4 separate regions of the Mus musculus genome follow, and all the other regions are linked to region 2. Evidence: chromatin contacts called from public Hi-C data. All regions are on one chromosome and are shown on one strand. The core of a region is the stretch at or near the end of the contact, and the rest is flanking DNA. Distances in the headings are between cores, read along the strand shown.

The links. A called contact is a pair of places that touch in the nucleus more often than the background predicts.
Region 1: a contact with region 2 is called in a Hi-C map of cerebellum, with 1.9 times the contacts expected there. The contact joins two enhancer-like sites. A contact is called at or near these places in 5 of 484 Hi-C or Micro-C datasets (cerebellar granule neurons, cerebellum and cerebral cortex) and 1 of 115 datasets of contacts at active chromatin or transcription factors (neural progenitor cells).
Region 3: a Hi-C map of cerebellum shows a contact between it and region 2, with 2.0 times the contacts expected there. The contact joins two enhancer-like sites. A contact is called at or near these places in 1 of 39 promoter capture datasets (hippocampal neurons) and 3 of 484 Hi-C or Micro-C datasets (cerebellar granule neurons, cerebellum and cerebral cortex).
Region 4: a contact with region 2 is called in a Hi-C map of forebrain, with 7 times the contacts expected there. The contact joins two enhancer-like sites. A contact is called at or near these places in 1 of 39 promoter capture datasets (hippocampal neurons) and 3 of 484 Hi-C or Micro-C datasets (the N1E-115 cell line, cerebral cortex and forebrain).

What each region holds. Positions count from the first base shown.
Region 1 is chr9:112,825,441-112,828,374 of GRCm38.p6, reverse strand. No RefSeq gene overlaps it. Among named protein-coding and RNA genes, the nearest start is that of Gm36251, 300 kb to the left of the region's middle. Within about 2 kb of position 1,609, at least 7 of the 459 cell types and tissues checked have an H3K27ac peak or open chromatin away from gene starts, as enhancers often do. A contact at or near this core is called in cerebellar granule neurons and cerebellum, where this site is marked.
Region 2 is chr9:113,175,729-113,178,715 of GRCm38.p6, reverse strand. The region is part of intron 2 of Gm4657 (a long non-coding RNA gene); the gene reads left to right. Among named protein-coding and RNA genes, the nearest start is that of Gm4657, 22 kb to the left of the region's middle. Within about 2 kb of position 1,410, at least 32 of the 459 cell types and tissues checked have an H3K27ac peak or open chromatin away from gene starts, as enhancers often do. A contact at or near this core is called in cerebellar granule neurons, cerebellum and forebrain, where this site is marked.
Region 3 is chr9:112,721,009-112,724,015 of GRCm38.p6, reverse strand. No RefSeq gene overlaps it. Among named protein-coding and RNA genes, the nearest start is that of Gm24957, 200 kb to the right of the region's middle. Within about 2 kb of position 1,340, at least 3 of the 459 cell types and tissues checked have an H3K27ac peak or open chromatin away from gene starts, as enhancers often do. A contact at or near this core is called in cerebellar granule neurons and cerebellum, where this site is marked.
Region 4 is chr9:112,858,559-112,861,860 of GRCm38.p6, reverse strand. No RefSeq gene overlaps it. Among named protein-coding and RNA genes, the nearest start is that of Gm36251, 260 kb to the left of the region's middle. Within about 2 kb of position 1,315, at least 12 of the 459 cell types and tissues checked have an H3K27ac peak or open chromatin away from gene starts, as enhancers often do. A contact at or near this core is called in forebrain, where this site is marked.

The sequences.
Region 1 (2,934 bases), core at 360-2,859, 350 kb after region 2:
GCCTTTGCCTCAACATTTGACAAATGAGCTTCCCCCTCAGGATGACAGGCTATATCTTCATGGAGCGCACTGTGCAGTGCTTGGAGACATTGTAAGAATATAGATTCAAGTTCAGGTCTTAGGTAACTCTGACCCTGGTGATCCAGAATCCACACTTAAAGAGTTAAGACCCTAAACTCTGTTATGTTAAGGTAGTGATTACCTTGCCAAGCTCTGAAGTTCATGGAAGTGAACCAGGTGACATTGCTGCTATTACTTGTCTCACACTGGGAGAGACAAAAGGGATGCCCTTCTTCTTTTCTTTTCTGTTCAGTACCTCTCAGCATAGTCTCCTCACTATGTTCCAGAACATTCTGAGATGTGTCTTCTTTTCTTTCTGTTCTCACAAGTTTTCATTCATCTTGTGATATTGTGAAATCCTTGAAGGAAAAAAAAATATGTTGCCTGTTCATCTTGGAATAGTCAATAATTAATTGGCGACTTAAATTAAAATAAATTTGATTTTGAGGCATTTACCATCTTTTGACCTATATACTCTATTTCTAGAAGCTTTGGCACTGCATGGGATATCAGTATAAGCCAAATGTTTGATCCCAGTATAAGCTCATGGTTTGATGCCAGCACTGAAGAAACACAGACTTGTACATGTCTGTGAACACAAGGCCATCCTGGCCTACAAGGTGAATTGAAAGCCATACTTGCAGAGAAGGAGGCTGCTAAAATTGTGTCTGCAGTTAAGAAACAGAGAACAATCAGGAAGTCACTGTAAGCACTAAAACCCTAAGCTCCATTCCTGTTGCTCACTTCTTCCAGTAAGCCTTACATTCTCCAGATTTCACACCCTCCCCCACACCTCCACAGCCTGGGCATCATGTGGTTAAAAGCATGAGCCTGTGGAGGACCATTTCACACCTCAGAATCACAGCAGAACTGAATAGCCCATTGCCTTGATAATTATTACGTAAATTGAATAATTGGTTCCTAAGGTTTTCCTTTTCTTTAAACTTAACTTAAGGTGTTTGTATTTTAAAATCACTGAGTATCACAAGTATTGTGTTCAGGAGTTATCCCTTTTTCAGACATTAAGGTCATTGGAAGGTCAGAAAAACATGTTAGCTTCACTTAGGAAATGATGGATAAGAGTCATGAGAGCGGAAACCCGAGAGTCAGTGGACATTTAAGATGTGATTTTTTTTTTTTTAAATCCTTGCTTCTTGGTGCCTTCTTTAGGCCAGAGGCTGCAGCAGCATCTAAGAACTGTTACAGATGCATATCTCAGGCTTAACCCCTGAGCTTTTCATCTGGAACCTGCATTTTGACAGGATGGTCCTAATGTTAAATTTAAGAAATACTGGATGAAGGGAGAATAGGTGTCAACTAGACCTACAGCTGACTTTGGGCTTCTTTCTTGCATTCGTTAAGGGGTGTCTGGTTTCTGGCAGGATGGAGGCAGATGCTCCTCACAGACAGAACTCCATCACGACCAGATACCTGGACCACAGCAGAGCTCTGTCATCTGGTAACAGCCTTCTTCACAGCAGGAGTGAGGATCTCAAAGAGTCCCAGCTCTGGGTCGAAGGAATGGTATTCTGAATGAGATGGCGAGGCTTCAGCTGTTAACCAGCAGGAGGCTGCTGCTTCTTGACAGCATGAAGGGCATCCTGGGTCCACCTGACTGTCTGTCTGGGAGCCACTTGTCACATAAGAGCAGAAAGGAGAGTCGCTGAGAGTCACTGCCAGGACTTAGTTGGCATTACCTTCTCATCTATAATCATTGGGATCCTCTGAGTGAGGTGTGGGGTTAGAGCTGCCGGTAATCACGTGCCCTGTTATCTCCCCCCCCCCACCCGAGAACGAGGATTGTGAGCCTGAAGTTAACCATAACAGTGGCCTCTGACTTGTGAAAGATAAGGTAGTTGGCAGAATGTGCTATTTGAGTCTTGGGAGTCTAAAGAAGAATCAGTGAGGGAAAAATGGATATTATTTTGTTTTTTTTTTTTAAAGCACTATGATCCTGGTCTTTCTATTTTAAGAATAAAAATGGCAGAACCCAGTCCTAACTGACATCCCTTCATACTCCTTCAGAAATCACTAAAAAGACTTAATATTCTCTTAGTCTCTCAGTGCCTTATTATGTACAGTTTTCATTCATCTTACCATTCATTTGACAAATATTAGTGGAGCAATAGATATTCAGTCACTGATGGCCAAGGAAATCCATATGAATTGGCAGAGTGATTTCCCTTGAGGCTATACTATGTTCAGTAATGGTGATAGACATATCAAGAGACAACACATTGTCGTCAGAGCTCCATACATACTCCCTAATGTGTGCACAGGTGGCTATGCAACCTAATGTGTGCATAGCTAAAACTGATAATAATGTGGCAGTGGCATTGGGACTGCTAACACACATTCACATTTTTTTAACATGTCAGGAACTGTGTCAAGTACCTGCTACTACTCAACTCATTTGGTTTTTATGATCCTCCTATGAAATAATTATTACTATTCAGATTCTCTAGGGTAGAAGCATAACATGACCACGTACTTTATGAACAATCAAGTTCAGTCAAGTACATATACAATCAAGGACAGCGCAGGAAAGCTTCAAACCTAATACAATTGTGTTTGGAGCAGAGCCTAGAGATATAAAACTAAATGCGCTAATTCCATCCGAATGAGTGTTTATGAGAGGAATGCTGGTTCAGGATTGGCACTGGATATAGGAAGAAATGAAGGGTCTGTTTCTTTTATCAAGAACTCAACACCAATAAGGAATAAACAGACATGCATGCTTGTGTGTGTGTGTAAACTTCTAATACAAAATATTAAGGGAGTAAAGTGAAGGAATAATGAACTATATTGAGATGTGATGAAATATATCTATTGAGTTGTGCCAGGACTAAGTTAAATTCTGGTTAATGAATAAGA
Region 2 (2,987 bases), core at 161-2,660:
GGCTACACAGAGAAACCCTGTCTCGAAAAACCAAAAAAAAAAAAAAAGAAGAAGAAGAAGAAGAAGAAGAAAGAAAGAAAATAGAAGGAAGTAAAGGAAGAAAGACAAGACAAGGAAGAAATGAAGAAAGAAAGAAAGAGAGAGGAAGGAAGGAAGGAAGCAAGGAAGGAAGGAAAAAGCAAAAGAAAGAGGTACTTCCTGTGAAGACGCGCACCCTGGAAAAGGCTCGCGTAGCCCAGGCTGTCCTTGAGCTTACTATGTAGCTGGGGATGACCTTAAACTCTTTTAAATTTCCTAATGTATATGCATGTTTTATCTGCATGTGTGTCTATGTGCACACTTGATAACCATGGAAGACAAAAGAGAGCCTTGGATCCCCTGGGAGTGGAGCTGCAGGTGGTTGTGAGCTACCCTATGGGTGGGAAACAAGGCTAGGTTCTCTGGAAGAACAGCCAGTATTCTTAATGTCTAAGCCATGTCTCCAGCCTGACCTTTCGATTGCTGCCTCCTCCACTCAAGGACTGGGATCACAGGCACGCACCTCCACAACAGACTATATTTTGTCAGTTCTTGAAATCTGAGTTGTGCACACTCCCTTCCACAACAAAGACAGCTCTGAGGCAAGCTTTGCAAACCCTTTCCGGTCCCAAGGTCTCCCTGCTTGTAGAGAATCTGAGCACAGTTTAGGTGGGCACAGCTGCGAGGCATTGTGGGAAGAGATGCAGAGTAGGGTCTGAGACTCCAGGAATAAAGTTTTTATTGTTACCCCAGCTTTGCAAAGAGTTGCTCAAAAATTAGGCTTCTGTCATTCTTTTACACGAGGCCCTCTGAAAAGCAACATGTCTGCAGGCACGCCGTGACTGGGAAGTCTAGGGGCCTGGAGGCTCAGGGGTTGACGGTGCCAATTAACAGAAAGAGTGCAGGCTTGTAAAAGGGCTGCCAGGGACTGGCAGGTCTTCTCTGCTTCATTAGGGTAACTTTGAAAAGGTTGTAGGCAAATGGCACCTTTCACTTTTAAAATCCAACTGGTGGCTTCCTAACCATTTTAAAAGCTTGATTTTTGAGCTGTCCACTGTAGCAAGGACATGGCCAAAGCTAGCATTACTCAGAACCCCGTGGCACGAGGAGTCTATATCTTTCAACGCCTCCGTCTTGCTCGCCATACTTTTGTTAGCTTCCTCCTCCTTGACACTTCCCTTAACCCACCCCCACCGCCCTCCTCCCAGTGAAAGCCCACGCCATATCCCAAGTCTGTTGCGGAGAACAGACTGGAAGACATCTGCCTCTTGCCTTTTTTTCTTTTCTTTTTTTTTTTTTTTTAATTCCTCTAATTGATGGAGCCAAGACTCCACACCACAGCTCTGCTCCCTGAACAAACCAAATGGTGGCTGTTGGCAGCATATTGACAGCTTGCTAATGAAGGGATCCTTGACAGCGTGACAACCTGCCTGGGCTGCCTCAGGAAGCCAAGTCCGCCCCCATACCAGCCCCGAGTAATTAACAGGTGGGGGAAAATAGCAAGAAGCTGCCACTGGGGAGAAGAGAAATATACTCAACCAAATGAATTATGTAGATTTTAAAAAAGATTTTGATTCTGTACTATCTTTCTTATTTCTTGCTAGCAAGCTCCCCTGGAAAGAGTGTTGACTTGGGGGCCAGATGAGCGTGGGTTTGCGGCTCAGTCTGGTGGCCTCCCCTTTCCCTGGCTTTCGAAGCCTTTGCTTCCTGGTCCTTTAGTTTGTGAGACCTGACTGGGTACAATTTGTAAAAACACACTCATAGATGACACTTATCTGTCATAAATTGTTATAAAAAATTCTCTTTTTTTGAGGATTGATTGGCTCAAGTGTTCTTACATATCTATTTCTACCAGTGTTTGATTTAACAAACAATCAGACAAACAAAAATCATGAAGTTTGGTTTTTGTTTTCTGGAGAGCATTAATCGTATGTTTGCGAGTTTGTGTGTGTGTGTGTGTGTGTGTGTGTATACATGTGAGTTTGTATGTGGAAGTCAGGGGTCAATGGCAGGTGCTGTTTCTCTAGAGTTGTCTGTCTGGTTCTTTCTCTTGGACACAGGATCTCTTTGTGAACCTGTAGCTCACTGATTAGGGGAGAGCTGGTGGCAACAGAGTCCCAGAAATCCTCCTGTCTCTTCCTTGGCAGCACTGTGATTGCAAGAACACACCTGACATTTTTTATTATAATAATAATTAGATATTTTTATTTACATTTCAAATGTTATCCCTTTCCTAGTTTCCCCTCCGAAAATCCCCTATCCTCTCCCCCCTCCTCCTGCTCCCTAACCCACCCACTCCCACTTCTTGGTCCAGGCATTCCCCTATACTGGGGCATAGAACCTTCACAGGACCAAGGGCCTCTCCTCCCATTGATGAACAACTAGGTCATCCTCTGCTACATACGCAGCTAGAGCCATGAGTCTCTCCGTGTGTTTTCTTTGGTTGATGGTTTAGTCCCAGGGAGCTCTGGGGTTACTGATTAGTTCATATTGTTGTTCCTCCTAGGGGGCTGGAAGCACAGAGTACCCAATGAAGGAGCTAGAGAAAGCACACCTGACTTCTTATGTGTGTCGGAGATCCACACTTAGTCTTGATGCTTGTGCCGCAAGCGCTTTCCTGACTGAACCATTTCCTCAGCCCCATGGGCTTTGATCTTCGGCATGTTCATAGCATTTTAAATGATTGTATTTTCCTGGTGAACTAACCCCTGTATCATCAGAGGGTAGCTCCACCCTTCCAAATCTCTTGTCATTCTTTCTGTCCTACCTTATGTGTAGTTGGTTTATTTTATGTTTCTGTGTTTTGGGGTGAAAATTGTGTGCAGAGAACAGACAGGCTTAGGCTTGGCTCAGGCTGGCTCAGGTACCACACTCATCTCTTCAATAGCCTCTCTCCAACTCCACCAAGCCCCCAAATAGTCACTGTATCACTGTAAAGAACCCTTGGAGCCCAGCATATGATTCACCTG
Region 3 (3,007 bases), core at 91-2,590, 450 kb after region 2:
AAGTTGGGATACCGAAGTGACAGTCCAGCTCACAGGAGGGTCCTCACTTCTGATACCAAGACAGCCTTTCTTACATTTGTTCTGCAGCAACAGGACAGATTCCCTTTTATTTTTAAGGATTGAAACATTTCCCCCAACCCTGTCCTATGTCTGCCAGATCAAAGACCAGTTTGGCAAATAAATAGTCTCAGATTTCTAATTTGGGGTTCTAGAAATGTGTTCTCTGAAAAAAAATTTTTTTTCCTCTTAGGAACTAGGAAATTTAATGCAATCAAGTTTGTGACTTTAATAATAAAAAGATTCTGCAGCCAGAAGAATGGTTCAGCAGGGAAAGGAGCTGCCATGTGGGCTTCTTCACCTGAGTTTGATCTGTAAAAGAATCAGATGCAGTGGCAGTGTGTGTGTTTAAAGCCAGAAGTCTGAGGAAAGATGAGGGGCAGGGGCAGGAACCCTGCCAGAAAGAAGCCGGCTGGGACTATATAGAGCAGCATCAAAAAAAGCAAGAGGTGATCTTATATCAACTAGCTGGGAGGCAAGAATCAACTCCCAGATGTTATCCTCTGTGTCTACAGGAACATTGTACTATGATCACACCTACATTCACACACACACAGGAACACAAAGACACACACACAGATATTCACAGAGACACACACAGAGACACATGCACAGAGGGACACATGTAGACACATACAGACATATACATAGACACATGTACACACAGACACACACAGACACGTGCATACACACACACATACAGGCATACCCACAGATATATGCACACAGAGCCACACATATGGACACACACAAGAAATAATAAAAAGCAACAATTCTATAAATTACTCTTTAGATGAGCAGAGCACTTCTGTGCGCACCCTGCTTCATGATAGTGATATGTTCTAACTCAGATAAATCTTGTCCCATGTTTGTTCAAGTTGCTATCTCCCTTCAGAAGAGCAGGAAGCTGTCGCAGAAAGCTGTCGCAGAAAGCCAATTCTCTTTAGGTGATAGGACACATTCTAGCCAGAGAATGCCAAGGGCAAATCCTATCACCTACTTCCAGTGCAGAGTAAGACTCCACAATTGTAGGGTGGAGATGAGCATCGTGAACTGCCATCCTGCACCTGAGAGACAGTCCTGTTCAAGTAAGATGAATCTGAAGGGAGAATTTTACACAAGGAAGGGAACTTTGCATTAGGATAGATGTCTCCTTCTATAAGAACAGATTGCAGTTCTTCCCATGATGGAAGGGGTCCAATGTAATCAAACTCTCACTAGGAGGCTTGATGAATCTCTCCCCACCTTCAACCTGGGAATGGAGCCATATCAGTGTTTGGATGTAACCTCTGCCGTTGGTAATTTGGATACCCAGCAGGCACAGCAGTTGATCATGGAAGGACTGTTTCGGGGTTTCAAGTTGCGGAACTTGCCCGGGAGTTCTTGTGGCTGCCAAACAGCTACTTGGCTCATGAGTCCATGAAGCAAACACTAGACAATTGAGAGAATTGGTTCATGGTCCATCCCAGGAGCAGGCCTCCCATCCACCTGGCTATGGGGAGTTCTATCCATAATGAGTGCAAACTGAGGGCTTTTATAGTTCTGCAAAATTAAATGTGAGTGTATATTCCATGAGACACAGACACATCGTATTGCCATGGAAAGGGAGGAATTGGACTCTTCTTTCCTAGGTTTTCTGGGCGCAGACTCTTCAAACAGATTCAACAAGTTGAGACACTCGGACCGTTTATCTTTGTGATTAGGATCTGCCTATATATATATATATATAATATATATATATATATATATATATATATCTGCCTATATATATATATATATATATAATATATATAATATATATATATTAACAATTTAGTAAGTTGGCAGTTGACATTCTTACTTTTGGCCTTGGGACACCAGGAATCAGTCACCATCATATGGTTCTGATGACTGGAACAACCATGTTCCCGTGTGTTTTGCAATAACCACAACACAATAATTATACGTCATCATGGTCAGAAATGGTTGCATATTACCATATGGCATCTGACATCACATGGCCATGTTACCTCACTAAAATACAAAGTTCTGATACTTAATGGTGAAAGTTACAGTCCCTAATGTTTTATACCCAAACTGAGAAACAGCCAAAGACAGCAGCAGAGGTTGGTAATGAGGCTGCATTCCCTTCAGGAAAGCATATTTTAGTGCCTTAGTGAAGACTCCTTTCTCTTGGAGAACCTCAAGGAATGCTTCAGATATCTTTCTGTGGCTGGGAAAGAAAAACCCCCAGAAGCAAAAAAGACTTTATTTTAACTCACAGTTCAAGGTACAGTCTGTTGTGGCAGTATGTAAATTCATGGCACCAGGAACTTGAACATCTGGTCTAATCACTTCCATAGTCTGAAAGCAGAGAGTGATAAGTGCATTCATGCTAGCTCTCAGCTTTCTTTCTCCAGTTTGTAGAGATCTGTCTGTCCGTCTGTGTATTATTTAGTCCAAGGACCTCTTCCCAGGGAATGATCCCACTCACAGTAAAAAGAATATTCACACATTAACTATCTAAATCTATACTATGTGATTGGTATGCCCAGTGACCCATCTCCCAGGAGATTCTAGACTCTGGCAAATTGACAATTAACACTGACACACCAGTTATTCTAACATATTCATATTCCAGAGCTTTCAAATTCTATTCTATATTGTATTACAGATAAGTTATAGAACCCTGATCTTGTTAATCCAGGGAGCTAATGAATCCAAGCTTTACAAAACCAACCAAGAAAACTTTTATTCCATCTCTGGGTCCCGAACTGCTGGACAGACACTGTTAGAATCTCCAGTCTACCAATGTTAACCAAATTCTTCCCAGATAAGAATGTGATTATTGGTTCTGCTGGCTCTTCAGTCACCATGTAGCATAAGAGAAAATGGAAGGTGGTGTATTTAGGTCTAGTATAAAATTAAGGCTCCTTGTGAAGTACCCATCCAGATAAGGCCACTGACAAAT
Region 4 (3,302 bases), core at 66-2,565, 320 kb after region 2:
GTCAAATCCAGGCTGGCCTCCTTTGCCCCATTAGTGTGAATTACAGATTCTTCACTGTCATGGCCCAAAGCAAGTAAGTTAATTTAGACCCCCAGATGAGTAATGCTACCAGGATATTTTTAGTGACTCTAATAATGACTGAATCTTGTGGCTTGCTGCAAAGACATTATTAGCAGCTGATGCCAGGCTTAGACAGGAAGATGAAAAGGTGTGAGTTGCAAAGGCTTGGGAGAAGATGCAGGGTGCAAGAAGGGATGACTTCTTCTCAATGACATGCGGGCAGACATCATTCCTATCGGGAGGTCAGAAAAGCAGCACCAGAAGCCTTCGAATGGTAGACAATCTGATGACAGTGACCAAGAAAACAAAAGGCTTCTAATTTCCCCCTGACTGATAAAGCTGTCTGAGGTAGATCAATTTAGTACGGTTGTTGTTAGGAAATTGGTCCTGTTTGATGTTCCCCAAGAAGATCACGTAGTTTCCTAGGAAACATCCTTTTCCACTTAAATCTAATTCTCTCACGGAGCGGGATCCGATGAGTCACTCGGCCTGACTTTTCTCTCACTTCCTTCTGCCCATTAAGAAAGACCTACCAGCTGGAAATCTGCTAAGTGAAATGAATTTATTAGCTCCTTTTGCCTTGTTCTTCACTTAACTCTTGTGTTCCTTCCTTACAAGCCTAACAGCTTCCCCGATGTGAAGGGCTACAGATAATGAAGGAGCTAGCTGTGGATGTGAGCAACCGGTTCTCTCAATTTCTTGGTGATTAGACCATATTTCAACGGCAGCTTTAAATGGAAAACAGTGCGTGCCCAGAGCTGGCCTTTCCTTGTAAGCAGTAGTGGAATTTGATGTTGGTTTCATTTGATTTTCTATTTCTGCTCTCAATTTATGGTTGGGACAGAAGCAGGGGCCTGATGGAGATAAGAGAAGAAACATTTAAGTTACATATGCGCCTGTCTTTATTCTATCTGTACTAAGAACTAGAAACATAGCTATAGGAAATCTAGAACTTGGAGCTAACCAGAATCCATTTTTAATTTGATGATGTTACACATGATGTTTGTAAGAAATGAGAGTTTGTGTCTCTTAAGTATGCTGAGTCTGCAGTTTATGGAACTTTCACATTCTAAGCACAGTTATCTCCATGGCAACATGTGCCAGCTTGGGTGACAGAGGGAAGTCTGATGCAATTTAATGTAAATAAGAGGTTTTCACAGTGAAACCCAGCAGGTTCCCTGCTGAGTTGCCATGCTGGAGCTCCCCATGAAGGAAGGTCTTGCTACTGACTGCAGCATCTCTTGGCTCTTGGCAGGAGCAAGCATAAAGGCACATGGCCACTCCCATTTCAGCAAATCTTATCAGACACTCAGTGTATGCCAGAGTCTTACTGAACAGTTTCCTTGTGTAACACAGGGGAAGGAGGTGGTATTGCTGAATGTGTGTTTTATACACCTCCGAGCAGGTTCTCAGCTCCGATTGCTCTTCACCTCTACCAGTGTCGTTTTTCCTCCCACTCTTAGGCAAACATATTGGTTTTTTGTTTGTGTTTCTTTTCCAAAATGACGGGCTCATGAGACTATCAAAACGTCTGCAGCTTGAGCGATTGAGTCACTAGTTTCATACAAGCAATGGAAAGTGTGTGTTAAGTCTAGCAAGCTTCAGTGAAATGCAATTAGAAAAGAGTGACTCTAAATTTTATGGTGTGTATATGTTTGTGCCTGTGTGTGTTTGTGTGCGTGTTCTAATTTGTGTGAACATGTGTGGAGCCTAGAGGTCAGCTTCAGCTGTCATTCCTCAGGGGTAACTCACCTTGTGTTTTTGGAGACATGGTCTTAATGTTTTTGGTTTTGGTTTTTGATTTTGCCTGGAACTTACTTAGGCAACTAGGCTAGATGGCCTTTGAGCCTTAGGGAATATTCCTGTCTCTGTCTCCCCAGTACTGAGAACACAAGCATGTGCCACCATACCCAACTTTATTCATATGGGTTCTGGGGACTTGAACTCAAGTCCTCATGCTTGCATGGTAAGCATTTTATTGACAGAACCACTTCCCCTAGCCTCTAAACCTGTGTTGAAAACCAGTTGTTTAGCTCAGGGGAAATACATGTAGGTTGGTCCTAGATGAATAATAACCTACTACAGAATTTCAGTGACATGAATCAATAAAAACAATACCATGAAGTTCAACTGATCTGGGCTTTCTTGGGTTGGAAAATACTCACTTATATGCATCTGTCTAGAGATGGAGGTTGGGCTTGTTCCTTCAGTGTCTCCCAGCCCCCTCCTGGGTTCGATGGGTGAGCCCAGCCCTACTTCGTAACAATTCTACAATCCTCCCCATTTGCCTCGCTTTAGGTCCTGGATGTTGCCATATGACAATTAAGACAATACAAGCAATTATTTCCAGGAGGCACAGATGGTGTTTGTTTCATTTGAGAACCCAATTCCTTACTGGTCCTTCTTTTAAGGTCCATTTCTCAGGAAACATTTCATGCACACAACAATAAAGAGCAGCAAATGACATTATTAATATCTGAAGACTCATTAAATTCTACTTAGTATTAAAATGTTCCAAACTCTCGGGAGAGTTCTGAATATAAATGTTCATTTAATCTACCTTCAAATTGAAGTATTTTAGCAGAAGAAAGAATCGGATTTTGGTCAGCAAATGTTACACAACAGTTGCTTCCAGAGGGCTGCTCTCTGGCCCCATTTCCTCTGTATATTTGAATTTGTAACTTCAGGCAGAAGTCTTTTCCTTGGGTAGAAGATTGTATTTATCTTCCAGTTCTAATCATCTCCATTCTTCCTCTTGAGGGATGGTCATTTTATAGGAGGGCACTATACTGAACACCAGTGAGATTGTCATGAAACTTTCTGGACTCCATCAATGAAAGTAAGACCAGGGCTCAGCCACAGGACATAGGACAGGATGGAAGGTCATACATCTGCTTTTAGTACAAGGTATTTAAACGGGAATAGAAAGACTGGTTTATGGAAATCAGGTAAGGTATGTTACAATGTGGGTATGTCTGGGAGCCTCTTCTGAAGTTGTATGAATGGAGGGGTAAACTGGTGTTTCCAGTCTGAGGTTGCTTCTGGCTACAGGGAAGACAGAGAAGAGACTACAGTGAGAGCCACACAGAGTCACTGAGACACAGGTCCTCAGAAGAGTGAGTTGGGAGATTGCCATGTCCCTCATCACTGGTTTAGGTAGTGCACTGTGCAAGGAACTAAAAGCAGAGCATTCCCAGATGGTAATGGCCTGGGTTTCTACTAGGAAACAGCTCAGATCTGGG